6 separate regions of the Mus musculus genome follow, and all the other regions are linked to region 4. A link is a contact called in public Hi-C and HiChIP or PLAC-seq data. All regions are on one chromosome and are shown on one strand. The core of a region is the stretch at or near the end of the contact, and the rest is flanking DNA. Distances in the headings are between cores, read along the strand shown. Region 1 overlaps Maml3 (mastermind like transcriptional coactivator 3). Region 2 overlaps Maml3 (mastermind like transcriptional coactivator 3). Region 3 has its middle 43 kb from the start of Setd7. Region 4 holds the start of Maml3 (mastermind like transcriptional coactivator 3). Region 5 overlaps Maml3 (mastermind like transcriptional coactivator 3). Region 6 overlaps Maml3 (mastermind like transcriptional coactivator 3).

Region 1 (4,215 bases), core at 1,665-4,164, 280 kb after region 4:
GTTAGTTCTCCAGTGTGGAAGGTGCTATCTCCTGGGTGTGTTCAGTGTTGCTGACACATGGGGAGTACAGAGTACCATCTGCTAATGCAGAAAGCCCGTGTGAAGACTGAGCGGAGCCGCTGCATACGCTGTTCAACAATCCAGGACCCTAAAATTGCAGGCAGCACGGGTGCCACCCTAGACCACCGAGTTTCAGGACTCAGTACTTCTTTCAGGGATCTTTATGGCACACACTACTTGCACGGGGTCTGGAGAAGTGTGCCGTGTGGACTTAGCATTCAGCAAACTGACAAAGAATGCCTTTTAAAAATGACGTCTTGTAAGTTGACAAAACACAATTATTTCCTTTGGTATTACAACATCAAAAAGGCAAGAGTCACCAGGCAAGTCAGCTAATAGTAATTTCCTGGCAAATATTTGTATGAATCACAGGTATGGAGTTATAAGGGAATATTTATTTGTTGGACATGACATGAGACTTAAAGAAATTGATACAGTTTGCTGATGGGAGGAAAACAGATCTAAGACATATGCACAGTTTGGGACTGACCAAAAAATTAAGTGTGTCAGGAATCAAATATGAGTCTCAGTGGCTACTGTGTGCTTCTTTCTAGGCAAGTTTCCTAACCTCTTGCTGTCTCAGGCACACATAAAACTGTTGCAAAGACTAAACATGGTGTTAAGGTGCTACACATTGTATTTACCTAAGAAATGCTGCACGCATTATATTCAGCCTGATAGAAACATCAAGAAAGCGAAAGAAGGTGGGGTGGTTCAGTGTACAGGCCCCCCTCAGACCTCCTGGGGAGTCCCTTGTCCAGAAAATGCCATGTTTTAGTAGAGAGCTGAAGGAACCAGAGAGAGTTGAGAGGAAAGTAACTGCCGAAATGGAAAAACTTAAAATCACTCGATGAAAGGTTAAAGGAACTGAGTGTATTTTGCCTGAAGTAGCAAAGACTCGGCTACTGCATAATAGCATTTTCGAATATGAAAGGTTCTCATATTGTAGACGGTTTAGATTTATCTTCTACCCAGGGGCCGAAGGTGGATACTTCAGAAAGACAAATTTGGGCTCCGTCTCAGGAAGGATGCGCTAATATTCTCAGCTGCTCAAGGATGGCGACAACCTGTGCGGGAGGAAATAAGGACCCGATGGCCACTTGATGAATTGATGAGCACACTCCATGTCCTCTAATGTCCCAGCTCTGTAGTTCTGAAATCGTGAAGATGCACGGCAATGACTCTTAGACGGAGACAATAGGCAAGAAGACCCGCTATCACTGTATTGAGTCCCGTTATGAGAACGCAAGCTTATATTATATGGTGCATGTGTGTTCACGCGCGTGGGCATGCATGCGGAAGCCAGAGATCAACCTTAGGTGTCGTCTTCCTCTGTCACTATTCGCCTCTGTTTTTTGAGACGGGGTCTCTTAGTTTTACCCGTTGAGACTAGGTCAGTAAGTACCAAGTAAGTACCTCCTCTCCACATTCCTCACCTCGGGGTTATAGAGGTGTGAACACCACCCCTTGCCTTTTCTCACATGGATGCTGGGAATTCCAACTCATGTTCCCATGCCTGAGTTGCACACTACATCCCTACAGCCTTTTATTGGTTTCTTAAACACCAACCAGCATGAGACTCTTGTGACGAGACGTTCCGTTCAGGCTCATGGGGGCATGGTGTGGGGAGACTCCCATCTTGTGCAGGAGCAAGCAAGCTTCCCCTTCATTGCCTGTCTCCTTGTCACTGTGGCTTTGCAGGTGCCATGAGTCAAGAGCACATACTGAGACCTCCATCTTTACTGGACTCCTACAGGGGGCACAGTTCTCTAGCCTGTCTTCTTTGATCTCTGAGTGTTTGCCCGCCCCACCTCTGCCCACACTCAACCAACTGTAGAGGAAGCTGACTTCTCTCTCCTTTCTTTTTGGTGTTAACATCGCTAATATCTGTGGCGCCTCCTTGCTTCAGGTCCCATTCATTGTTTAAGTCACAATGCTTCGTTATGCTAATTAACCCTCTTTGATGTTGTCTTTCTGTTGCCTTGTGGTGGTTTTCATTCAGTTTTTTTTCCACTACTAGAATTTAAAATTCAGAACTACATCAACACTGAGAAACCAATTTTCCTCCTTTTTGTGCGTTAGATTTATTGTTGCCTTAAGCATCTGTTAATGTTACGAAACATCATTCAGATATGGTTTATTAGTTGCGGTTTCTTTAGAGTTACAGATTATATCCCCCAATAATAGTAAAGGCTATGACTGTTGATGTGCTAATTCCGAATGGATAGGATGGGGTGCCAGAGTATCCCAGTAGTCCCCGACATTTACAAGTGTAGGGTTGCCTTTTTGAAGGTCCAGGCCTTGCATGGCTGCCCTGTCACTCCAATTCCTTCACCCATTTCATAATTTCACATGCCTCGGACGGGTGGCTTGGAGTCTACCTTACCCTATGTAGAGAGCATCAAGATGGAGCCATCCATTCCCTCTCCTCTCAGCGACGGTTGACGGAGCAGCCATGTTCACCCAGCCTTCCCAGAAGGACTGTGAGCTGGAGGAGAGAGCTGAGGCCCACAAAGGCTTCCCGGCATTGCAGGTGCTTAGCCACACCTTTTCGTCATCAGGATGCACCTTCCCAGAGTCCTCTTCTCTTCTCCCTTTTGAATTGGAACTTCACATACAATCAAAGCCTTAGTCTTTCTGTTGCCGCCTCTAACTAGACCAACCGACAGGCGTCCGGGTTATAGAACATGCTTTGTGCTGGGTGCCTGTTTCCTTTGCTCTTTTCCTTCCCAGGTACTGAAACCTTAGACAAGGGCTTGCCCCCAAACAGGTGCTCAGCGGCAGTTTTGTAGGGATGTATTGATCCTGAAAGACGCAGGCGCCCGTGGAATTCCATTAGCAAACAGGCCCTGACGGAGACAGCACATGGCAGCACACTCGGGCGGAATGCTATGTAAACAGCCCTGAAGGGTGACTCAGAGTTCCTGAGCCTTCATTTGGGATATAACCATTTTTATAAGGCTCTTAGATGAAGAAGCCTATAATTATTTTTCTCATTATGAGTTTATTTTGCATTCCTATGGCCTCATAAAAATTTGTGCTGCCAGATGAATATTAAAACCAGTAATTTCTTCTTTACTAACCTGAGCTAGTCTCCCTGAATCATAGCAGACTTTAGAAGTGTGGAATGTGTGCTTATACACCTTTATAAAGTGGCTACAAAACACAAGGTTTGGGCACTATGAAACATCATATTTTGATTATTTTCCCTTCTTGGTTGAATCTCTTGTGTTTTTAAAAAATACATAATAGAAAAGGCCAGTCTGCTTTGATGCAGGTGTGTGCCTAGGCTGATCAATCTAGTATGTGTGCTGTAAAAGAGGCAGAAAATGAAGAGGGGCCTTTTGGAAATGACTCTAACTGTAAAGCCCTCCTGAAGCCATTTTTCGAGGACAGCTTTCTTTTCTCTGATATATGCATTGATAAAGTTTTTGTTCTGACACCGGTTCATCTCTTTGCCTGAAATGCACTTTATCTTGCGGGAGCTTCATTTGCCCAGACCTCCAGAAGTGTCAGGCCCTGAGATTTATTACCTACCAGCAGGTAGCATGGGATGAGGCTCATATTCAAATAGAAGGAGGACAGGATCACTTAATATATAACACCTGCTCCAGCGACACCCCATTCATCCTCAAACAGCTCTCTTGGAAGCCTCAGCCATCGGAATGTGCCCGTCTCTACTGCTGAAGGCACCTAAGACACAGACTTCCAGGCTCAAATCCATTGTCTCAAATTGAATGTGGATGGAGGTCAGCGATTAAGTAAGCTTGGTTTCCCTTTCTTCTGGGCGAGAGCACATGGATGAGTTAGCAAAAGTTCGGAGGCTGTGGAGGGAGATTGAGAACCGTGACCATATGTCCTAGAGTAAGTCCATGATTCCCCACCTAGGCTAGAGCCAACAAACACAGCAGGCCATCCTACCAGAATAACCGGTGTGACAGCTGCCATCTAGATAAAGCCTAGGTAACCCACATCCGTGGTTCCAGCGTGCAGCACACGAGTGGCCTGGTTCTCTCAAAAGCACCTACTCTAAGTGACATTGCATAGTGATCACTTGAGACGCAAATTTCTTGACCTGGGGACTCTGGTTTGGCACTGCAGTCTTCTGGTGCCACTCCTGGACCAATGAGTCGTCAGCGCGGGTTTGTCCATGAA
Region 2 (3,880 bases), core at 1,232-3,731, 300 kb after region 4:
TGTCAAAGCTCTTTCCTGACACAGCTTGTCTCTAGCCCAGGTGGTACGGTGGAGGGTAATTAGTTCTCTTTATTGGAGGGGACATAAGGATGCTCGGCTGTCCCCACCAGTGGACACATGCGGAAAGAGTCTGTGAATGCAGCTGGCCCTTGCCTTTTCATGATGCTAATGGGCAGCGTGGAAAAAAAAAGTAACTTCCTACCACAGGCACCGAGCAACACCTGTCAAACAAAAGCAGTGTTTTGTTGGTTTTTTTTTCCTCGCCATTGATAAGTGTGACTTGTGGAGGCCAGCGATAGGATATTCATGTTTATCTCCTAAGTGCATGGAGTGCTTGCAAAAATAAATGAATGAATGAATGAATAAATAAATAAATAAATAAATAAATAAAACCAGCAGTGGCCTTATTACCACTCGACATGACACCAGGTTTAGCTGTTTCCAGTGGCATGGTGCTGTAGCCTTTTCGAATGACAGCCGGGGTCAGAGTTGTTAGAGAACCACACACGAGAGTGAGGTGCGATCTGGGGGAATCATTCCAGCCCCTCTCCCTGTTCCTTCCTGGAAGCATCAAGGCTTAGTTAGAGCTTGCAACTTGGCCTGGGTGACTTTCCGTTCTTTTCTTTGTTAAGATTATTGGGGAAGCCTGTTTGTTCTTTGACCTTAGGTGGAGAAGATGAGAGAGAAAGACAGATCTGGCAGTAGCATTCTCACCAGCGATGAAGAAGGGGAAGGCCAGGGCCGGCTGCTTGCTGCTTTTCTCTTAGCTGACGAGTGGTTCTTTGTTGCCTAGAGGGCTGTGGGGAGGGAGCTAACAGCATCGAGTCTCTCTTGCTATGGCAGCCAGGCTGAGGAGCTGAGTAAACTGAGTGGAACTTTATAATTAGTCCCCTACATCCTCCCCCTCCTCCCTGTTTTATGAAGACCGTTTTAACGAATTCAGTGAGCAGAATTTCCTCCATCATGCTTGAAACCACATAGCATTTGATTCTAGTGTCAAAGGTGGTCACCCAGAATCCTTGGCTCCTTTCACCGTGACTGGTTGCCAGCATCCTAGAGCAGCTCCAGTGTTGAGCAGAAAGAGCCAACGCACGGGCTTCACTCGGAGTCTGTGAATGGCGGGGGACTCTCCATCTACAGCTGTGCATGCGGAAGGATGCATGGGAGCTATGAAACACTATTTCTGGAATCCTCTTTGGATGTTGCAGGAGGGCACACAGTGGACAAACAGCAAGCCTCTTCCATAAGCTCAGGAGCCCCTGGACCCATCCCAGTCTCTGATTGGTTTCATGTCGTGTCGCAAAGCCCTAGTCTGATAGGCTGCAGAAGGGCCTTTCCTCCCACCAGTACTTTCTAGAAGGATGTTGCCATAGGGCAATAAACATAGTGATACACTCATTTTCAAATTCACTGTTGGTTGTTAAAAGCTCACAAAAGCAGTTGCGAGGCAGAGGCTGAAGAATCACCACACACCACCCTGGGCTACATAAAAAGACCACACTAGCCTGTGCTACACCGCAATGCCAGGCCAAACAACAACAACAGCAACAGAAAGCATATGTTAGTTGCTTGTGCCTCTGCCTTCAAAGACTAGGTCATGTCATTTGTCAAAGGTGGTTCGTGCCAGGCCATTGTGCTCTGTGTGTGTGTGTGTGTGTGTGTGTGTGTGTGTGTGTGTGTGAATGAAGACATGGATGCACACAACGCACATGTAGAGGTGTCTCCCAATTTTCCACCATCTTTGAGAAACGGTCTCTAGTTCACTGTTGCATATGCCACCTTAGCCTGCCCTAAGCTTTGAGAGATTCCCCTGTCTCGACCACCCATCTCGCCAGAGTAGTTCTGGAATTACAGGTACTTGCTACTGAGACACCCAGCTGTTTACATAGGTTCTGGGGATTTGAACTTGGGTCCTTGTGGGCCTTTTCTAGCAGCCGACATTGCACACCAGGTCCTGCTGTCTGAACGAGTCCTGCCAGGTCATGCTGAAATGCTATGGATATTTCCTTAGATCACCGTGGACTAGGAGTGCCACTGAGTCACAAAGCTCCCTTTTGTGGCAATCCCTCTTGACTTTTTGAGAGTCCTAGGTTTGTGAATCTAGAGTTGTCTGCCTGGCCTGGCCTCCACCATCTGCTCCGAGAACACTTGCTTTCTGATGCCAGGACTGGCTTTCCATCCTCTAGTCCAAGTTCACAGCTATCAAGAAACAGCCTCTAGTGGGGAGTCGAGCCATCACTTAGTGCCATGGTATGGTTTGTGTCCCTTGAGTCCCTACTAGATCTTCTGCAGATCTAGTAAGAACTTCTATGCACAGAAGAGAGGGATATCTCTGGCGCCCTGAGGACACAGCCATGAGCTGTTTTTTGCTGTCTTTGTGAGGCATTTGGAAACTTTCCACTCACCCGAACTCACACAGAATAAGTCACATGCTGCTCTGGGAATGGAGCTCTGGATGAGAAAAACAGAGTGCGTTCTGGGTGCGTCTCCTCCGCTTGGCCCTGGTGGTAGCAGCCTCCACCCCCAGCTGCTTCTCTCGATCCTCCCAAGTGTATCTCCATACCCACCATCTCCTTGTCTCTTTGCGGGTCATTTATAATCAGCAGTCATGGCATACAGGCCTCATTAGTGATATAGCCATTCCTTCGGTGCTTCAGAAATAATCATTTAGAAAAAAATGCACTGTTGCCCTCCCCTGAGAGCCCATGAGTGATGAATTTATTTCAGTTTGGCTGGCTTGGCTGGCTTGCTCAACCTGATTTCCATATTTATTTCAACAAACAATGTAGGGTGGGAACAAGAAACTGCATCCTGGGTGTACACACACACACACACACACACACACACACACACACACACACGCACGCTCACACTGCATATCCGCTCCGAACTCAGTTGCTCGTTGGGGGAGGAGCAAAAGACAGGCCAACAAAAGAATATTCCATGAAAAAAATAAATTGATCTGTTGGACAAGGATGAGGGGCGGTACGGCAAATCATGAGCTCACTCGTGGTTGCTGAATCTGAGGAAGTATGGGGATTCCTATTAATGAGTGTCAGATTCTCAGCCCCATCCTCTAGTAAAGGCAGTTTTCAAGAATTCTTTAGCCCCTTCGTCTTGTTGCATCTGTGTAGCCATTGATGCAGTGGGCAGGGAGCCATCTCTCTTTACCTTCAGCTCTTAGCGAAAACCTTTATATTAACTTTAACTTTACCTGGATCCAAGTTGCTACTCAAGAATTTACATCAGGTTTCGGAGAAATGACTTAGCATTGGCTGGTCTTCCAGAGGACCCTGGTTCAATTCCCAGCACCTACATGATAGATCATAACTGTCTGTAACTCCAGTTGCAGAGGGATCTGGCCCCTCTTCTGGCTTCTTTGGACACTAAGCAGACATAAGAGAGTTTACAGGAGTCTGACATGGCAGTCTGACTCGGGAGGCAGAGGCAGGCAGATCTCTGTGAACTCGAGGCTATCTTGATCCACATAGCAAGTTCGAGGCCAGTCCTGGATACACAGCGAGGTCCAGTCTCAAAAAGAACAAAAACAAAAGAATTCACATCAGAGGAGACATCTTCCTCTTGCTCCTTCTCTTTATCTTTTCATCAGAGCTGTTCAGTTTTCCTCAGTCAAAAGGAAACGTATCTGCAGCATGGGACTCTGTAGATGACCTTTCCCTTAGCCGCCGACCAGAACTAACTTCTTGGGGTACACACAAATGCAAGGCTTCGTCTGCGCCTCACATCTCCTCTCTAATTATGCTTAACTTCCTGAACCCCATCTCCCAGACAGTGGTGGTTACCTTCTGATTAATTATATGACATGACTGTAGTTAATGCAGAGTTATTAAAATTGCTTTGACTCAAAATTAGTAAAACT
Region 3 (4,004 bases), core at 673-3,172, 500 kb after region 4:
ATACAAATAACATGGACTGAAAAATCAGGAAAATAACACCTTCCACAATAACCACAAATAATATAAAGTATCTTGGAATAACTCTAACCAAGCAAGTGAAAGAGTTATATAATAAAAACTTCAAATCTTTGAAGAACAAAATTGAAGGTACCAGAAGAGGAAAGCTCTCCCACCCTCATGGACCGGCAGGATGAACGCAGTAAAAACAACCATCTTACAAAAAAGCAATTTACAGATTCCATGCAACCCCCATCAAAACTCCAACTCAGTTCTTTTACAGACCTTGAAAGACAATTCTCAATTTCATATGGAAAAACAAAAAAACTCAGGATAGCTAAAAACACATCCTGAACAGTACAAGAACATCTGGAGATATCAGCATCCCTGATTTCAAATTGTACTACAGCGCTATCATAATACATACTAGGTGGTACTGACATAAAAACAGACAGATTGATCAATGGAATCAAATTGGAAGCCCAAGACATAAATCCACATACCTATGGACAACTGGTTTTTAATAAAGAAGCCAGAAATACACGACTGGAAAAGAGAAGGCATCGTCAACAAATGCTGCTGGTAAACTGGGTGTCTGCCTGCAAATAGATCCATAGTTATCACCCTGCACAAAACTGAACTCCAAATGAATCAAAGATTTCAACATAAAACCAGATACACTGAACCTGGTAGAAGAGAAACTTGGGAGTAGTCTTCAAAACTATTCAAGCATCGGCACAGGAGATGACTTTCCCAATAAGACACTGATAGCACGGGCACTGATAACAACAACGAATCTGAATCGGGTGCCTATCCTTGGAGCTTGGGGAATCCCTTGGAAGACGGGAGAAAAATTGTCAGAGTCAGACGGGATGAAGGACACCAGGACAACACAGCCCACCGCATCACCTGCAGGGTTCACAGGGTTCCATAGAGACAGAAGCGAGAAGCACAGGTCCTTCAAGGGTCTGCACTAGGTCACCTGAGTCTATGGGGTGGGTGTTGGCTTGGTGTTTGGATGGGATTCCTTGTGTGTGTGTGTGTGTGTATGTGTGTGTGTCTTTGACTCGTCTGCCTGCTCCTGGGACTCTTCCTCCTGTTGGGTTGTCTTGTCGAGCTTTGGCCTTGTCTTATTATATCTTGTTTTGTCATGTTTGCTTATGGCCTCTTGGAGACCTGCTCTTTTCTGAAGGGAAACAAAGGGGAGATGGATCCAGGAGAGAGGAGACATCATGGTGTCAGGGTATGGGGGTGGGTTTAGGGGGGTGAGGAGGAAGTTGGGGCGAGAGAAGGGAGGGGAAACTGTGGTCAAGATATGCTGTATGAAAGAAGAACTTAGTTTCAATTTAAAATAAATGTTCTTATGAGATGATAAATTTTGGGGTTGTGCTGATTTCCACAAATTTCTCTATCAACAGCCATGATTTTCAGTTTGGGGGGAAATAACATTGCACATGACTACGGACGGTCTCTGGAGACCTGCAGAGTTTTCCAAAGACCGTAAACCTTGTTTGTGACCTTGGAGCAAGCTGGCTCAGCAGAGAAGAGCACAGGACCTGTGTTTGATCCCTGGGCTCTACAAGGCCGAAGGAAAGAGCTCATGCCTTCAGACTGTCCCCTAGCAGCATACCTGCATGCAACATGGCACGCACAAAATAAATAAATGTTTTAAAATGTTTTTTTTAAATAAATAAAATTTTGAAAGAAAATCAAGTGGTCATTTAAAACAAAAAAAAACAAAAAACACATGCACAAAGAAGACAGCCCACTTGCTGTTTGTAAATGAGAAGCTGTGGTTTGGCGCCCTGTCAATAAATACACTTGCTTCTTCTACAAAGCCAGTGAAACCACTGACACCCAGCCATACTGTCTTCTAATTCTAATGTCGTGTGAGTCGCAGCGCCAGACTGTTCACGTGGCTGCTGCGTGTGCACTTACTGGGCTTCGTGCCAAAGACGCGCTTCGCCAAATGTCACCGCAAAGTGGTTTGAAAGAGTGGCGTGAATGCAAATGTCTTTTCTCACTGCTTACAAGCATTTTAGGGATAATTTACCACAGAGTCTCTGATTGGCCTTCAACGCACCCCGCTGTTCTGCGAACATTTCAGTTGGAGAGTTCTCTCACCCACCCCAAGCATTTTTGTCAAATAAACAAGCAACTATCACAGGAATTCAATCATTTTCCAAATCAAATATCTTCCAGTCTTCCAAATGTCTTCCTTTCTTCCCCTTTCTTTCTTTCTTTTTTTTTTTTTTCTTTTGTGAGATAGGGTCACATATAGCACAGGCTAGCCCCAACTCGCTACGTAGCCAAGGGCAACCTTGATAACCGTCCAGTGAGTACTGACCTCATAGCAATGTATACATTATACAGTATACATTAATGTGGATCAAACCCAGGGCCTCACGCATGCTAAGCAAACACTATCACCTGTCCCAAAGAGTCTTTTTTTAAAAAAACAGATCTCAGTTTTAATTTTTACTTACATGTATACATGTGTGTCTGTGTGTAGCTGTGTGCACATGAGTTTAGTGCCCATGTTGGCAAGAAGAGGGCACCAGGTCCTCTGGAGCTGGCGGTACAGGCTATTGTGAGTTGCCCAAAGTGGGTGCCGGGAACAGAACTCGGGCCCTCTGCAAGAGCAGCTTGAGTTCCTAACCACTGAGCTGTCTCTGCAGCCGCCCAAAGAATCCTCAAAACAGCCATCTTTTGGCTTGTCAGACTGCCTCTGGTTTCAGCGCCCAGGTGCCTTCCAGGGAAAGGAAACAATATCAGCAGTTAGTGAACTAACTCCCCAGCAATCCACACTGTGTTTGTGTTTCTTCACTAAGTGCTAGGGACTGAACCAGGGTCTGGGGACACTGGGTAGGTAGTCCACACTGAGTGACACCCCCAGCCTTGCTGCTTTGGTGTTGTTTGTGTTCTGGAGAGAGATGTATTTGAGGGCGGGGAAATGCTGATGGAACGGACCAGGAATGGAATGACTGAGAGGCCTGGCTAGATTCTAGAATGAGAGTGGCTGAGCCGGAATAAACATTGCCATTTGTTCTTCTGTGTCCCTGAGAAAGTCACTTGCTTTGTGCCTTCTATTCCTTATTTGGAAAATGTAAACATAGTACCTGTGCTCCAAGGTTTCTGTGAGATCAGAGTGCAAGATGGCTCCTCAGGTAAGGTCACTTGCCACCAAGGCTAACGTCCTGAGTTTGATCCCCAGAGCCCACATAGTAGAAAGAGTGAACCAACTCTTGAAAGTTTTCTTCTGACCCCCGATACATGTGAGGCACATGCACCCCACCCTCCCACACAAAAAGTAAGAACATATTTTAAGATGTAAAACAACAAAAATGTTTTTACGTTTCTTTTTTTTTTTTTTTTAAGATTTATTTATTTATTATATGTAAGTACACTGTAGCTGTCTTCAGACATTCCAGAAGAGGGAGTCAGATCTCATTACAGATGGTTGTGAGCCACCATGTGGTTGCTGGGATTTGAACTCTGGACCTTCGGAAGAGCAGTCTGGTGCTCTTACCCACTGAGCCATCTCACCAGCCCGTTTTTACGTTTCTATGAGAATTAAAAGGCTCAGTGTTGTAAACTCCTCAGAACAGTGCCTGGCGCGCGCGCACACACGCACACACACACACACACACACACACACACCAGTGACACAGATATGCAACCCCAGCTACCTGGGAGGGGAGGCAGGAGCATTGTCATTTCCGGACAGTTGGGATACAGAGTTAATTTAAGGCCAATCTGAGCAATTTAGCCTCCCACCCCATCTCAAAATAGAAAGAAAGGACAAAGAGAGAAAGAAGGGAGATGGTGAGGGAAGGTAAGGAAAGAAGAAAAGAAGAAAGGAAAAAGAAATCAGAGGGACAAAGGAGGAAGAAAGGGTAGAGAGCGCTTTTTATAAAGCATGCTATATAGGTCCTTTTACCCCCAATTGTTGGGCATCCTGGCTTCCAGGAGCAAGGGCCGTGTCTTAGTTGTGGTTTCGTTGCTCT
Region 4 (3,904 bases), core at 1,028-3,527:
TTAAAGATACAGCTCACCATATAGACCCAATTAAATGAAGAGAACTATAGCTACAGATATCTGATACTATGAGGTTAGAAACAGCATCGCTACTAAACAGTAAAGCCAAGAAATGAAGAGGCTTCTTCATGACTAATGCATAAGTGCTCCTTAAGCAGGAAGGTAAATTACTCAAAACAGCTTCAGGAAGTCCCTGAAACTGACCAGATTCACTAGGCTCCTCTCAGCCAGAGTAAATGATAGAAGCTAAGAGTTGCTCTCAGACTTGGGAAAGAAACTGTTAAAAAAAAAAAAAAAAAAAAAACCCAACTCACAAAAACAAAAACACTCAGACAAGCCAAGCTGCAAAGAAGACTGGGATCAGATCAGCTACTCAGAAGCTGCAGAAACCAGCCAAGCTACCTGGAAGAGGTTTAGGTCAACTGAGGCACCTCCAGGAAAGGACCCAGTCCAGCCTGTTGAGTTGCCTGTAGGCTGTGCAGTGTGCTCCGGGTTTCCAGCTCTTGTGAGCTGTCCCCAGGCTGTGGTGGGCTGTGGTGAGGCAGCTGTCTTTGAGTAATTTCTGCTCCAGTAAGGAACCCCTCACCCATATTCCTGTAAGTAACACCAATGAAACTCATTGGTTCTTTAAGTTGGACCTTTGATGGCATCTGTTCTCTGGTCTGTGGTGGGTTCTCTGTCTGGAATGAGTAGGTGTGTGTATCGCACCTCCCCGGGAAAAGTTTTGTCATACAAAAAACAAGGCCCAGCCTTCTTTTATTCCTGGGTACTTTAGAAAACAGGGCTGTGTTTTTACCCCCTCCCCCCCCCAAATCCATTCAAAAAGCCGTTTCATGAACACCCCACCATCGAGGTCTGTAGCCCAGGGACCCCAGAAGTGCTAGCAATTTCTGCCTTTTCATTTTTGCAGACGTCTCTGGGCAATGGTGTAAGACTGAGCCAAGGGTGTTTGAACTTTCTTGTCAGATGTTCTACTCAGTGTCTGGGTAGATAATGTGTGATAATAATTAACAAAACCTGAGATTACTTCTCTGCAGCTACTCCATTTCAATCGTGCTATTGTGAATGTGAATCCATTGAAATAAAAAAATATATCTAGTGGTAAGCTAAGCCTGCCCCCCACACACTTTTTGGCTTGTTTTTGTTTTGGTCACAACAAACTGTGAAATGCTGTGTTTTTTTTTTCTTTCTTTCTTTCTATAGTTCTAAAGCATGAAATCTGCAATCTTTCCACTTGATTTAGGCAGGACCCTTAATTGCTGCCGTCATTAGCACCTAGTGTTCAAAACAGTCTGTTTAAATGTACTGTTAGTCTCACCTCCAAGTCCCTGCTTGCTTGGTTTTATTTTTTTTCAAGGATAAATAAAACAATAATCGTCATAATAACCACAGTCGTTATGTACAGAGAAATAAATAATATCCCAAGGTTTTGTTTTGTTTTGACTGCTTAGTTCTGTTCATTGAGGAATGGGTACTTTGATGAAATTTCCAGGAGGTAAAGGTGACTGACTGCCCCAGATCTTGACAACCTTGGTTCAAACTCAAGTACCCACCTTAGAGGACTCCACAAAGCTGTCTTCTGACTTCTAAGCGTGCGTGGGGTGTGGCACTAGGCACTTCTTCCCAATAAACAAATAAACGTAAGGAAAAAAAATTATTTGAGTTAAAGAGGGTCCTAGAGTTTGAGCAAGAGTTCACTAGCAGGGTCTTCTCTGGGCCTTGAAAACAAGCCACTCGTTTGCCTATTTCATTTCACATGGGTGGGGATGACAGCTGCTGGGAAGCTGCACTGTTTCTGCCTGGTCATGCACATTTCTGCAATATAATGCATAAATGTATAACAACAACTTGGGCTCGCTGGATACCTCGCTGGGCAGAAGGAAACACAGCCAGCCTGGCGCGTCCCCGCGCACTCGCGCGCGCGCACACACACATACACGCGCGCCGCGCGCTCACTTACACACACACACACACACACACACACACACACACACACACACACACACACACACACACACGGGTCAAAAGGTGATCCACTCCTAAGATTCCCCCCAATCTTTGTTTTCCCCCCTCTTCCTGGCAGGTCGGGGCTTCCCAGCCTGGGGAGCAGCTGGATTGGGGAAGGGGAGGGGGTGGGGGGGCAAGGGAGGCGGGAGTCAGGTCGGTGCGCGCCGCGCCCGCTCCCGCCAGGGGAGAGTCCGGGCCGGGTTTTGCACCGGGTCCCCGGGCTTGTCTCACGGCCTCCAGCCGCCGCCGCTGCCGTGTTTACTGAGCTCGCGCGTCCTGATATCACTCCGCTGGCATGGAGGAGGAGGAGGAGGTGGAGGAGCGCGAGGAGGAGGAGGAGGCGGCGGCGGCGGCGAGCAGTTGATCATTGTGATGGTGGCGGAGGCGGCGGCGGCAGCGGCAGCCTGGCCGAGCATTAGTGGCTGCTCTCCGCGCGGCGTTTCGCAAAGGACTCCAGCGATCTACTTTTGCAGTCGCCTCGGACTGTCCATGTGTTTACTTGCCCAGCCCGAGGACTCGATGTCTAGGCTCCTGTGAAATGCAACTGAGCAGCCAAAGTACTTTGAGAACACGGGGCGGCATAAACACCAAAACTTTTTTGTGGAAGGAAAATGCAATAAGCAAGCTCGCCGTTTTCCGATGCGGCGTGGAGTGAGTGTGTGTCGCGCGTGTCCGCACTGGAGGCACACGCTCGTGTGTGTACATGGGGTGTGTTTTTCGGTACGTAGGGAGAAAATGCTTGCCAACCACCGGAAACCTCCTGGAATTTATTAGAAAATAATGGATTATTAAAAGGAGGCAGGCGAGGAGCGGATCTCCCCTTGAGTTGCAAGCCGATCTGCTGCCGGCTCAGTTTGTTGGGATTCTATTTGTTGATAGGTGTCTGATGGTATTCTGATAACACCCCCTTTTTTTCTCCCCTCGATCTTTACAGTTTTTTTAAGGAAAAAAAACACCCCAAAATCTCTTCCCCCTTTTTTCACCCCGTGGGGATCGCTGTTTTTTCATCCATGTGCTTGCGTCTCCCCCGCGTTCCACTTAAACTATTTTAATCCTTGGACCCAAGGAGAAGGCTGATAGGGGGTGGATTAAAAAAAAAAGTTCTTCCAAAATAGTGTGCCCCGGGAGCAGGATGGGGGATTTCGCAGCCCCCGCTGCCGCCGCGAATGGTAGTAGTATCTGCATCAACAGCAGCCTGAGCAGCAGCCTCGGCGGGGCCGGGATCGGCGTGAATACTCCCAATAGCACTCCGGTTGCTCCGAGTGGCAATCACCCCGCTGCCGGCGGCTGCGGCGGCTCCGGGGGCCCCGGCGGCAGCTCGGCGGCCGTCCCCAAGCACAGCACGGTAGTCGAGCGGCTCCGCCAGCGCATCGAGGGCTGCCGGCGGCACCACGTCAACTGCGAGAACAGGTATCAGCAGGCTCAGGTGGAGCAGCTGGAGCTGGAGCGCCGGGACACCGTGAGCCTCTATCAGAGGACCCTGGAGCAGAGAGCCAAGAAATCGGGCGCCGGCAGCGGCAAGCAGCAGCACCCGAGTAAAACCCAGCAAGATGCGGAGGCTGCCTCAGCCGAGCAGAGGAACCATACGCTGATCATGGTGAGGGCTCACTGGGGTGCGCGTTGGGGTCGGGGGCGTGGAGTTCCTGGCTTGGGGGCTGTGAGGGTCTGATTTGCACCGAGGGATGAGGTGGGATGGAGACGAAGGGTTAACGTCAACTTTTCTCAGGGTAAACGCTTTCGCCGCCGCCGCTACCTGTTAATCTGTCAGGGTTGTCAGATTTGGGGAGGAAGGGATGAGAGGGAGAGAAGCCAGTCACGACTCCAAGGGGAGGAGGGAGCTTTAGTGCCAGAGTGAGGTGCAGGAAAAGTTTCCCCCTCCTTGTCTTAGAAATCGATG
Region 5 (3,955 bases), core at 1,442-3,941, 370 kb after region 4:
CACAGCCATCCTTGAGGGAAGTACTCCATCAAGAGCTAGCGGGCAGGCCTGCTTGCTGTTCCACACAGCACCACATCCACCGAGGAACTCACTTCCCAACCCAGAAGTGCTTACTGCAGGAGCCAGAGGACGCTGCCCGCTAGCAGCATGGTCTATACGCCTTCTTACATGGAGCCGGAGCTGCCCGCAGTGGGCGCTAGCCTTTCTGTGTCAGTGAACAATCAAGACAGCTGCACACATACACTCTGCTCTAGGAATTCCTGCGCAGTGGCTGTCCTCCAGATGACTCTAGGCTTCGTCAAGGTGACAGTTAAAGCTAATCAGGACAGATGCCTAATAAAACTCTAGCACTGGTTACACCCTGCCTTTTGCTCTTTTCAGGCTGTCCCTTTTCACACAGACCCCGCCTGTCTGATCCCTACCCTGTGTTCTCTTTCCCCTTGCTGCTGTGTGTACCCATCCAGGGCCATTCTGTTCCATTTGCGTGGGGGTGGGGTGGGGGTGTCACAGTCTTTCAGTTTTCAAGTGTCTGCTCTGAGTGTCACCTGCATCCTTTCTCTGTAGGAGGCACCCAAAGAGGAGTGGAGGAAAAATCCCCTATGTACCTGAAATTCTCTGCCAAAATGTCCAAAAACAGCCCAGGAGCCCTGCTGCAGTCGGCGGCTTTGTCATTCTCTGCTGAGCTCCTGAGTGTGCTTGCTAGGTGACTCCTCACTGTCAGTCATTCCCTTAGCCCTTCCAGGAAAAGTCCAAAGGAAATGCCAAAGCAGAAGGGATGTGCAGGCGTCTGTGTCCTTGTGTCCAGACAGAAGCTACATCGAGAATGAGTGCCTCTCCCCCCCACCCCATCAGGTCTCAAGCAAAAATACTCCTTTATACTGGGCAGTATCACAGTTACCTGCTTGCCAGTCCTAACCATTCTGCAACAAAGTACAATAAAAATTAATATTCTCAAATAAGATTAGAACCAGATACCATAAATTAACTGCAGCTGGCCTCATAGAACTGTTGATTTATAAAAAATAATCATTATTTCATCCTATATGAATTGGAAAATTATCTATGCATTTATCGTTTGCCCTGGGCTAATACATTCAGATTTGGTGTGCTGTTTGGTGGGGAATGTTTATGTAAGTAAGATTTTAATTTTCCGTAATAAGTTGAATGGTGGGGGGGGGGCAGACTTTATCCGATTCTGTTTGGCTATGCCTTCTTTCCTACAGTGGAAGGAAGGCACAGTGTCTCCTCACTGTTGTGAGTTATACTTTCAGTGAAAGAGAACTGAAATATTTCCCAGGCAGCTGAAAATCTCAAAAAGCTTTAACTGAGCTGAAGATAACAGGCTTTTAGGGAAGAAAGTATATGTGTGTGCGCGTGTGCGTGTGCGTGTGTGTGTGTGTCTCCGTGTCCGTGTCCGTGTGTGCTCATGCATGAGAGAGAGAGAGGAGGGAGAGAATGAGAGAGAGACAGAGAGACAGAGAGAGATGGAGAGAGAATGAGTGAGACAGACAGACAGAGCAGAGCAGATGTACAGACTAGAGGACAGTCTTGGTTGTCCTTGCTCCCAGCTTGCTTTGAGCAGAGTCTCTTATTGATCACCACTGTAGAAGTCCGGCTAGCTGGAGGTGTTGTCCTGTCTCTGCCTTCCATCTCACCGCAAGTGAATCAAGGTTTCAGGTGCCTTCTAACACATCTGTCTGCCTTTTGTGGGTCTGGGGATCTGAGCTGTGATCTTCAGGCTTGCCTGGTAAGAATCTTATCCACTGAGCCATCTCTCCCAGCCTGGTAGCAGGCTTTTGAGGGAACCCTGGGTGTGATTGAAAAAATGTTGGAGAACAGGATGGCTCCACTGGTGAAATCACTTTGCCACCGAGCTTGGTGATCGAGTTTCCTCCTCAGAAATCTTCAAGGTGGAAGGAGAGAACTGGCTAACCTCCACAGTGCCCCTAAATAATAAATACATGAAAAATGAAATGTTTTTAAGAGTATGTGTATGTGTATATATATGTGTGTGTGTATGTGTGTGATGTGTATACACACACACATACACACACACACACACACACACACACACACACACACACACACATCTACATGATGTTGGATTAGGATGCATGCACAAAGCCCTGGGTTTGATGTTCAGAAAAGCAAGATGGAGGGAGGGAGGGAGGGAGGGAAAGAGGGAGGGAGGGAGGGAGGGAGGGAGAAGGGGAGGGAGAGAGGGAGGGAGAAGGGGAGGGAGAAGGGGAGGGAGAGAGGGAAGATAAGATGTCCACTGTGTTTTGCACAAGACAAAGGATGATAAGAATTATCTAATCAGATATACAGAGAAGATATCAAGAAGAACAAGGAAATAAAGATGTGTTGGAAAGCAAGATGCAAACTAGAGAGAGAATCCCTGTTTCCAGAACTACTTCTCCGGCCTTCCAGCCTTCAGAGCTCCCTGCTCAAGGTTTAAGATGAGAGATTGTAAACCCTGCTTCATCCACATCCTTAGTTTAGCCAGCCAGAGCTTTGAAATGGCAACTAAATTGCCTTTTGGTGAAATCAAATCTTCCCTTACTAGCCTCAAGCAGGGAGGACTCCCTAGCGCTGGGGCTGGCTAATTCGTGCCAGCAGCTCAGGGTCACTCTCCCGGAACCACTGAGGTGAGCACTATTAAAGGGTTACTAGCCTCCTTTGTCGCCTGCAGTTTGTCCTGTAGGGGGTCACCCACTGCAGCCTTTTCTCCCCAGCCTGCCTGCCCGGCAGGAGGCTGCTCAGGGCAGTAAAATGTTTATTACCTGTTTATTGTGTGAGTAACCGCATTCAAGAAGGAAATATTTTCCGGTTTACCTAGGGCAATGAAAATAGGATTAAGAATTCTGAGGGCTGAGAAAGGAGCTGTATAAAAGCCAGAGTCACAGAACATACCGCCTGCAGCCACGAGGAGCCAGGCACCCACCACAGCTCCAGCCCTTTGTTCTAGTCCTGGCCACTTCCTCTCCTGTTCCCAGACTCTGCAATTCATCACCGAGGCTCTAGGGACTGCTAGCTCTCCCCTAAAGGAGAGTTTGGCTCCCATCCCAGATATGGCTATCAAACTGCACCAAAAGACAGGTCGGGGGCCTGATTAACATTTGCACACATATTTCTCTTGCCTCCAAAGGAAGTTACAAACAGCTTAATTTCCAACAATCTTGTAATGTGGAGGTTCAATATATAATATCATATAACCATTTGTATCATCCTCCAACCGCTGTGTGTAGTGAATGCAGCCATCACGGTCCAGACTTAATTCATGTCTATGATTTAAAAATTACTATCGCAAATCTTCAATTAGTTCCCAAACATGATCCTCCCCCAACAGTTTCTCCTCCCAGGATTTTTTTTCTTTTTTTCCCTTTTATCTTTTTTTTTTCTTTTCCTTTTTTCTTTTGTTTTCTTTTCTTTTTTTTTGTGCTGCTAATTCTCTTATTAAGACATGTCTTGTCTTGATCATTAATGGAGCAACACAGGATTTAAATTCTTTTCATAGTTCACAAAATTATTCTTCCCACTCTCTAAAAGTAAAATATGCAACCCTCTAAGTGTAGTCATTCTTACGAGTGGGCTTCAGGATTGAACCCTAATTATTTCTATTGTTCTCTAGGCATTCATTCGTTCATTCATTCATTCATTCATTCGTTCCGCGCTCGGGCTATTATTATCACATGCTTGGACATAGTCCTGAGAATATTCAGTTGTCCTTCAACCCATTCACAGGTCAGCTGCCTTCCAGAGGAAATATGAGTCCCTTCACCCTTAGCTTACAATGCCCACTTAACCCACTCAAAGCCTATTGTCCTTGGGCACCTGTTACCTGCTGAGTCCTCTATCTCATCTTTAGTCATGCTGTGGACCACAAAGTTCAGAAGTGAGTCTGCTGTGTTCCATCTTTGGGCCGGCTGCTCCCTCAGCCTAGGATTCTCCTGCC
Region 6 (3,619 bases), core at 1,027-3,526, 260 kb after region 4:
GCACACCCACCACCACCACCACCACACAACTGCAACCAACTCTAGTGCCATTTTGCAATGCAGAAATGGTACACAACACCAGAACACAGCAAAGTGGCCTTTGATTATTTCATTGTGCAGAATCGAAATTACCTTACATATGGCAGTGCATTAGTTACGAAACAAGACCAAGGCTCATGGTTCGAGGAGAAGAGTCAGGCAGCAGGAAAGCTGAGATGCACATCTTGAACCACAAACAGGAAGCAGAGAGAATAAATTGGCAAAGGTGCAAGGCTTTGACTCCTCAAAGCCCAACCCTAGTTTACATACTTCCTCTGGCCAGGCCACATCCCCTAAGCCACCGGAACAGTGCCACCACCTGGGGAACAAGCATTCAAATACCCAAGACTATGAAGGGCATCCTCAAACCAGCACAGGCAGTTATCAACTTTATAATTTTTTAAGTGTGTGTGTGTGTGTGTGTGTGTGTGTGTGTGTGTGTGTGTAACATGCACCATTTAAGGAAGCCAGAGGAAAAAGCTTGGTGTCTTCCTCCAGTCCTGCCTGACGTATTGGCTTGAAATAGGGTCTTTCACAAAACCAGAAACTCGCCTTTTTGGCTAAGATGGTTAGCCAGGGAACTCCTGAGATCTCCTGTCTACTTTCACCAAGACTAAGAGGACAGTCCTGCTCAGCCATGCCTGACGTTTTCTGTGGGTGCCGAGGATTCAAACTCACGTCCTTAGGCTTGCCGGACAGTGTTCTGACCCATCTCCCTAGCCCCTTGTTGAATGTCTTAACAGGACAGAGCATCATGTTTTACACAGCTCCATCCTCACCATGCCTCTCATAGTCCAAGGAAGAGTCCTCCTTGATCTCTCCACGAGTGGGTGGCTATTCGCCTTTTTCCTTGGGAACTTGAGTGCGCTGAGCTCAAGAGTTCGCAGGGACAAAGGCTGGCTGGCCGTAGAGTGGATAGTGCACAGGTCAGAGGCAACCTGAGGCTTGTGTAGCGCTCTATGGAGAGATCATCCTCAGAGCAAGACTGTTCTCAAATGTAAGAACTAAGAGTCACTGGGGAGGCTCTGGGCCATGGCTCTGGGTCCCCTATTCTAATGTTTACCAAAGATGGAAAGCCAGACAGCTTTCCCAGATGTCCCTGGGCTTTGAAAGTAATGAGATGTGGACAACATGCCCAGTTTCACTTCACCCTTGACTCTTGGTTCTCTTCCTTTCGAGCTATAATTCTTCAGCACCCTGGGCTCCAGTCCAGGACCCTCTAGGCTATCTCTTGTATTTACAGACAAAAGGGTAGGGCTAGCTTTTCTTCCTAATAGAAGGCTACTAGTCATGAGGTCATCAGAAGAACGGGAAATTGTAAAACTTGACCAATGAACTTTAAAAGCGATGTCCATATCCCATCAGCCAGTGCGCAGCCCCAGAGAGTCCAGTCTGGAAGATAACGTGGGTCCCTCATTAGCACTGGCTAATCAAGTGTACCTGCTGTTTTAGGATTTTTATTGCTGTGATAAAACACCATGACCAGATAAACTTGGGGCGGGAACTGTTTATTTGGCTTACCTATCCTGAATCACGGTCCACTGAGGGAAACCAAGGCATGAACTCAGACTGGGCAGGAACCTGGAGGCAGGAGCTGCTACAGAGGCCGTGGAACAGTGTTATTGACCTGCTCTTCATGGCTTGCTCCGCCTCCTTCCTTCCTTCCTTCCTTCCTTCCTTGCTTCCTTCCTTGCTTTCTTCCTTGCTTTCTTCCATGCTTACTTGCTTGCTTTTTCTTCCATTATTTTTCCTTTTGCTGAAATAGATTTATTCTCACATAATATATCCAGTGCGCAGTATGTCCTATCATGTCTCCTCCTGTTCCTTCCCACGCCACTCCCCAACCAGAGCCACCTGTTCTATCTCTCATTAGAAAACAAACAGGTACCTAAGGGATAGTAATATAATAAAATATACAAAAATTAACACATCGGGATTGGGCAAAACAGTCAGACAGAAGGAAAATAGCCCAAGAAAAGGCACAAGAAACAAATTTAAATGCAGAGACCCACTCATTTGCCTCAGGAACACCATAAAGACACTAAACTGGGAGCTGTAATATCTACACAAAGGACCTATGGGGAAAAGGGGGGGGGGTAAATAAAATAAATTTTAAAAAATAAGAAATAAAAATAGAATTAAAAAAGACAATTAAAAAGGGGAAAAGGAAAGAAAGAAAGCTCTGATGTAACATCATGAGTCAAGGAACCTCCAGAGCCGGCACTGATTTTGGTTTCCTGTTGGTGTCTTCTGCTGGCCATGCAGCTGCCCTTCAGAGTATTTGTTTCCCCAGTAAGGCTCCCTTGGAGAGAAGTAAACTTTTATTTGCAAGTGGTTATCAGTTGGAGCTAGCTTCTGTGTCCATTCTCCTTCAGTCCCATCTGCTGCAGACCCATGCCAGTCCTGGGTGTGTTGTCTCTGTCACTGTGGGTTCATATGTGCATCAATCCTACGGATTTAGAGAACTTTGGTTTTGTTTTGGTGGTGGTGGTGGTGGTGGTGGTGGTGGTGGTGGTGGCGGTGTGCGTTCTCCATCCTTTCTGGCTCTTAGATTCTTTCTGCCTCCTCTTTTGCACTGTTCCTTGAACCCTGATGGGGGGGATTTGATGGAAACATCCTTTTAAGACTTAGTGTTCCAAGGTTTCTCGCTCTCTGCAGAATGTCTGGCTCTGGGTCTCTTTTATTTGTTCCCATCTGCGTCAGGAGGAAGCCTCTCTCGTAACGGCAGTCCGCTTTCTTAGAGAACTCAGAACCACCACTGGCACCTGTGGTCCCTCCCCATCAATCACTAACTAAGAAAATGCCCTGCAGGCCTCTCTACAGCAGACCTTACGGAGGTGTTTTCTCAGTTGAGGTTCCCTCAGATGATTCTGCCTCATGTCAAGATGAAATAAAACTTTACTAAGTTCTGCATGCAGACGGATGGTGGTGGCGCATGCTTTCAATCCCAGCACTCGGGAGGCAGAGGCAGGAGGATCTGTGAGTTCAAGGCCAACCTGATCTACATAGTGAGTTCCAGGACAGCATTAGCGCTATGCCGAGAAACCCTATCAAAACAAACAAATTGTACGTGCAGAGGCGGTGAGAAAGATGAGGGTCAGCACAGCCTGAAGAAACCAACACCTGGGCCCCAGGGAGGAAGCAAGCTTCCAGGTGGACGGAGGGCAAAGAGGAGTTGGCTAACAGCGTCCGAAGGCATGCTAGTGGAGGCCAGAGGACGTTTTCTTAAAAAAAAAACAATTCAGATTGTAGCCAGGCAGGAGGGTTGCACTCATACCGGGAAGGAATGCACTTAAAGTGGCGTGGGTGAATAGTTCGGGAACTCTGTACTACCTCTAGTCAGACACCTGGACACTGGCATTTAAGGGAGAAAGTCAGGCCTTTTGATACAGACCTGTGGTCCCAGCATTGAGGAGGCTGAGGCAGAAAGGTCATGGGTTTGAGGCCAGCCTGTGTTTTTTTTAAAGAGTTAAAGAGCAAATTATGTAGCAACTATAGTAACCACAAGAGAAAATTTTGAGGAAGAGTTCAGTGGTAGAACTTGCCTAGACTGTTTGTGGCCATGGGCTTGCTTTCCAGC

What was found. A called contact is a pair of places that touch in the nucleus more often than the background predicts. HiChIP or PLAC-seq counts read pairs in DNA pulled down with a chosen protein or histone mark.
Region 1: a contact with region 4 is called in a Hi-C map of cerebellar granule neurons, with 2.4 times the contacts expected there. The contact joins the enhancer-like site here to the promoter of Maml3 in region 4. A contact is called at or near these places in 3 of 39 promoter capture datasets (the 3T3-L1 cell line, the HPC-7 cell line and frontonasal cranial neural crest), 1 of 15 datasets of contacts at CTCF or cohesin (the NIH/3T3 cell line), 6 of 484 Hi-C or Micro-C datasets (bone marrow-derived macrophages, cerebellar granule neurons, cerebral cortex and 3 more) and 26 of 115 datasets of contacts at active chromatin or transcription factors (the 230-238 cell line, the NIH/3T3 cell line, the SCID.adh cell line and 20 more).
Region 2: an H3K27ac HiChIP or PLAC-seq map of SST interneurons shows a contact between it and region 4, with 6 times the contacts expected there. The contact joins the enhancer-like site here to the promoter of Maml3 in region 4. A contact is called at or near these places in 6 of 39 promoter capture datasets (the 3T3-L1 cell line, the C10 cell line, cranial neural crest and 2 more), 2 of 15 datasets of contacts at CTCF or cohesin (both in the NIH/3T3 cell line), 21 of 484 Hi-C or Micro-C datasets (the HL-1 cell line, the N1E-115 cell line, Sertoli cells and 11 more), 27 of 115 datasets of contacts at active chromatin or transcription factors (the NIH/3T3 cell line, SST interneurons, T-cell acute lymphoblastic leukemia and 22 more) and 1 of 9 other capture datasets (liver).
Region 3: an H3K4me3 HiChIP or PLAC-seq map of embryonic basal ganglia shows a contact between it and region 4, with 4 times the contacts expected there. The contact joins the enhancer-like site here to the promoter of Maml3 in region 4. A contact is called at or near these places in 2 of 39 promoter capture datasets (the 3T3-L1 cell line and neutrophils), 3 of 484 Hi-C or Micro-C datasets (bone marrow-derived macrophages, embryonic stem cells and nephron progenitors) and 11 of 115 datasets of contacts at active chromatin or transcription factors (the 230-238 cell line, astrocytes, craniofacial prominence and 8 more).
Region 5: a contact with region 4 is called in an H3K4me3 HiChIP or PLAC-seq map of embryonic forebrain, with 6 times the contacts expected there. The contact joins the enhancer-like site here to the promoter of Maml3 in region 4. A contact is called at or near these places in 13 of 39 promoter capture datasets (the 3T3-L1 cell line, 3T3-L1-derived adipocytes, the HPC-7 cell line and 9 more), 1 of 15 datasets of contacts at CTCF or cohesin (pro-B cells), 7 of 484 Hi-C or Micro-C datasets (the Ba/F3 cell line, the HL-1 cell line, the HPC-7 cell line and 4 more), 28 of 115 datasets of contacts at active chromatin or transcription factors (the 230-238 cell line, the SCID.adh cell line, T-cell acute lymphoblastic leukemia and 19 more) and 2 of 9 other capture datasets (embryonic tail and pancreatic islet).
Region 6: an H3K4me3 HiChIP or PLAC-seq map of bone marrow-derived macrophages shows a contact between it and region 4, with 3 times the contacts expected there. The contact joins the enhancer-like site here to the promoter of Maml3 in region 4. A contact is called at or near these places in 6 of 39 promoter capture datasets (the 3T3-L1 cell line, HPC-7-derived erythroid cells, frontonasal cranial neural crest and 2 more), 1 of 15 datasets of contacts at CTCF or cohesin (the NIH/3T3 cell line), 6 of 484 Hi-C or Micro-C datasets (the HPC-7 cell line, bone marrow-derived macrophages, embryonic fibroblasts and 2 more) and 27 of 115 datasets of contacts at active chromatin or transcription factors (the 230-238 cell line, DN3 thymocytes, the NIH/3T3 cell line and 20 more).

Annotation. Positions count from the first base shown.
Region 1 is chr3:51,824,425-51,828,639 of GRCm38.p6, reverse strand. The region is part of intron 2 of Maml3 (mastermind like transcriptional coactivator 3); the gene reads left to right. Among named protein-coding and RNA genes, the nearest start is that of Gm46803, 120 kb to the right of the region's middle. Within about 2 kb of position 2,914, at least 14 of the 459 cell types and tissues checked have an H3K27ac peak or open chromatin away from gene starts, as enhancers often do. A contact at or near this core is called in cerebellar granule neurons and pancreatic cancer cells, where this site is marked.
Region 2 is chr3:51,807,007-51,810,886 of GRCm38.p6, reverse strand. All of the region lies in intron 2 of Maml3 (mastermind like transcriptional coactivator 3), which reads left to right. Among named protein-coding and RNA genes, the nearest start is that of Gm46803, 100 kb to the right of the region's middle. Within about 2 kb of position 2,481, at least 29 of the 459 cell types and tissues checked have an H3K27ac peak or open chromatin away from gene starts, as enhancers often do. A contact at or near this core is called in SST interneurons, cerebellum, cerebral cortex and 4 more, where this site is marked.
Region 3 is chr3:51,601,944-51,605,947 of GRCm38.p6, reverse strand. No RefSeq gene overlaps it. Among named protein-coding and RNA genes, the nearest start is that of Setd7, 43 kb to the right of the region's middle. Within about 2 kb of position 1,922, at least 54 of the 459 cell types and tissues checked have an H3K27ac peak or open chromatin away from gene starts, as enhancers often do. A contact at or near this core is called in bone marrow-derived macrophages and embryonic basal ganglia, where this site is marked.
Region 4 is chr3:52,103,379-52,107,282 of GRCm38.p6, reverse strand. Maml3 (mastermind like transcriptional coactivator 3) reads left to right here and starts at 2,277. Exons shown (of 5, transcript NM_001004176.2): 1 at 2,277-3,604. The coding sequence starts at 3,140.
Region 5 is chr3:51,738,262-51,742,216 of GRCm38.p6, reverse strand. All of the region lies in intron 2 of Maml3 (mastermind like transcriptional coactivator 3), which reads left to right. Among named protein-coding and RNA genes, the nearest start is that of Gm46803, 33 kb to the right of the region's middle. RefSeq lists an enhancer at 2,361-3,365. Within about 2 kb of position 2,691, at least 105 of the 459 cell types and tissues checked have an H3K27ac peak or open chromatin away from gene starts, as enhancers often do. A contact at or near this core is called in the Ba/F3 cell line, the HPC-7 cell line, the N1E-115 cell line and 13 more, where this site is marked.
Region 6 is chr3:51,844,143-51,847,761 of GRCm38.p6, reverse strand. The region is part of intron 2 of Maml3 (mastermind like transcriptional coactivator 3); the gene reads left to right. Among named protein-coding and RNA genes, the nearest start is that of Gm46803, 140 kb to the right of the region's middle. Within about 2 kb of position 2,276, at least 7 of the 459 cell types and tissues checked have an H3K27ac peak or open chromatin away from gene starts, as enhancers often do. A contact at or near this core is called in bone marrow-derived macrophages, where this site is marked.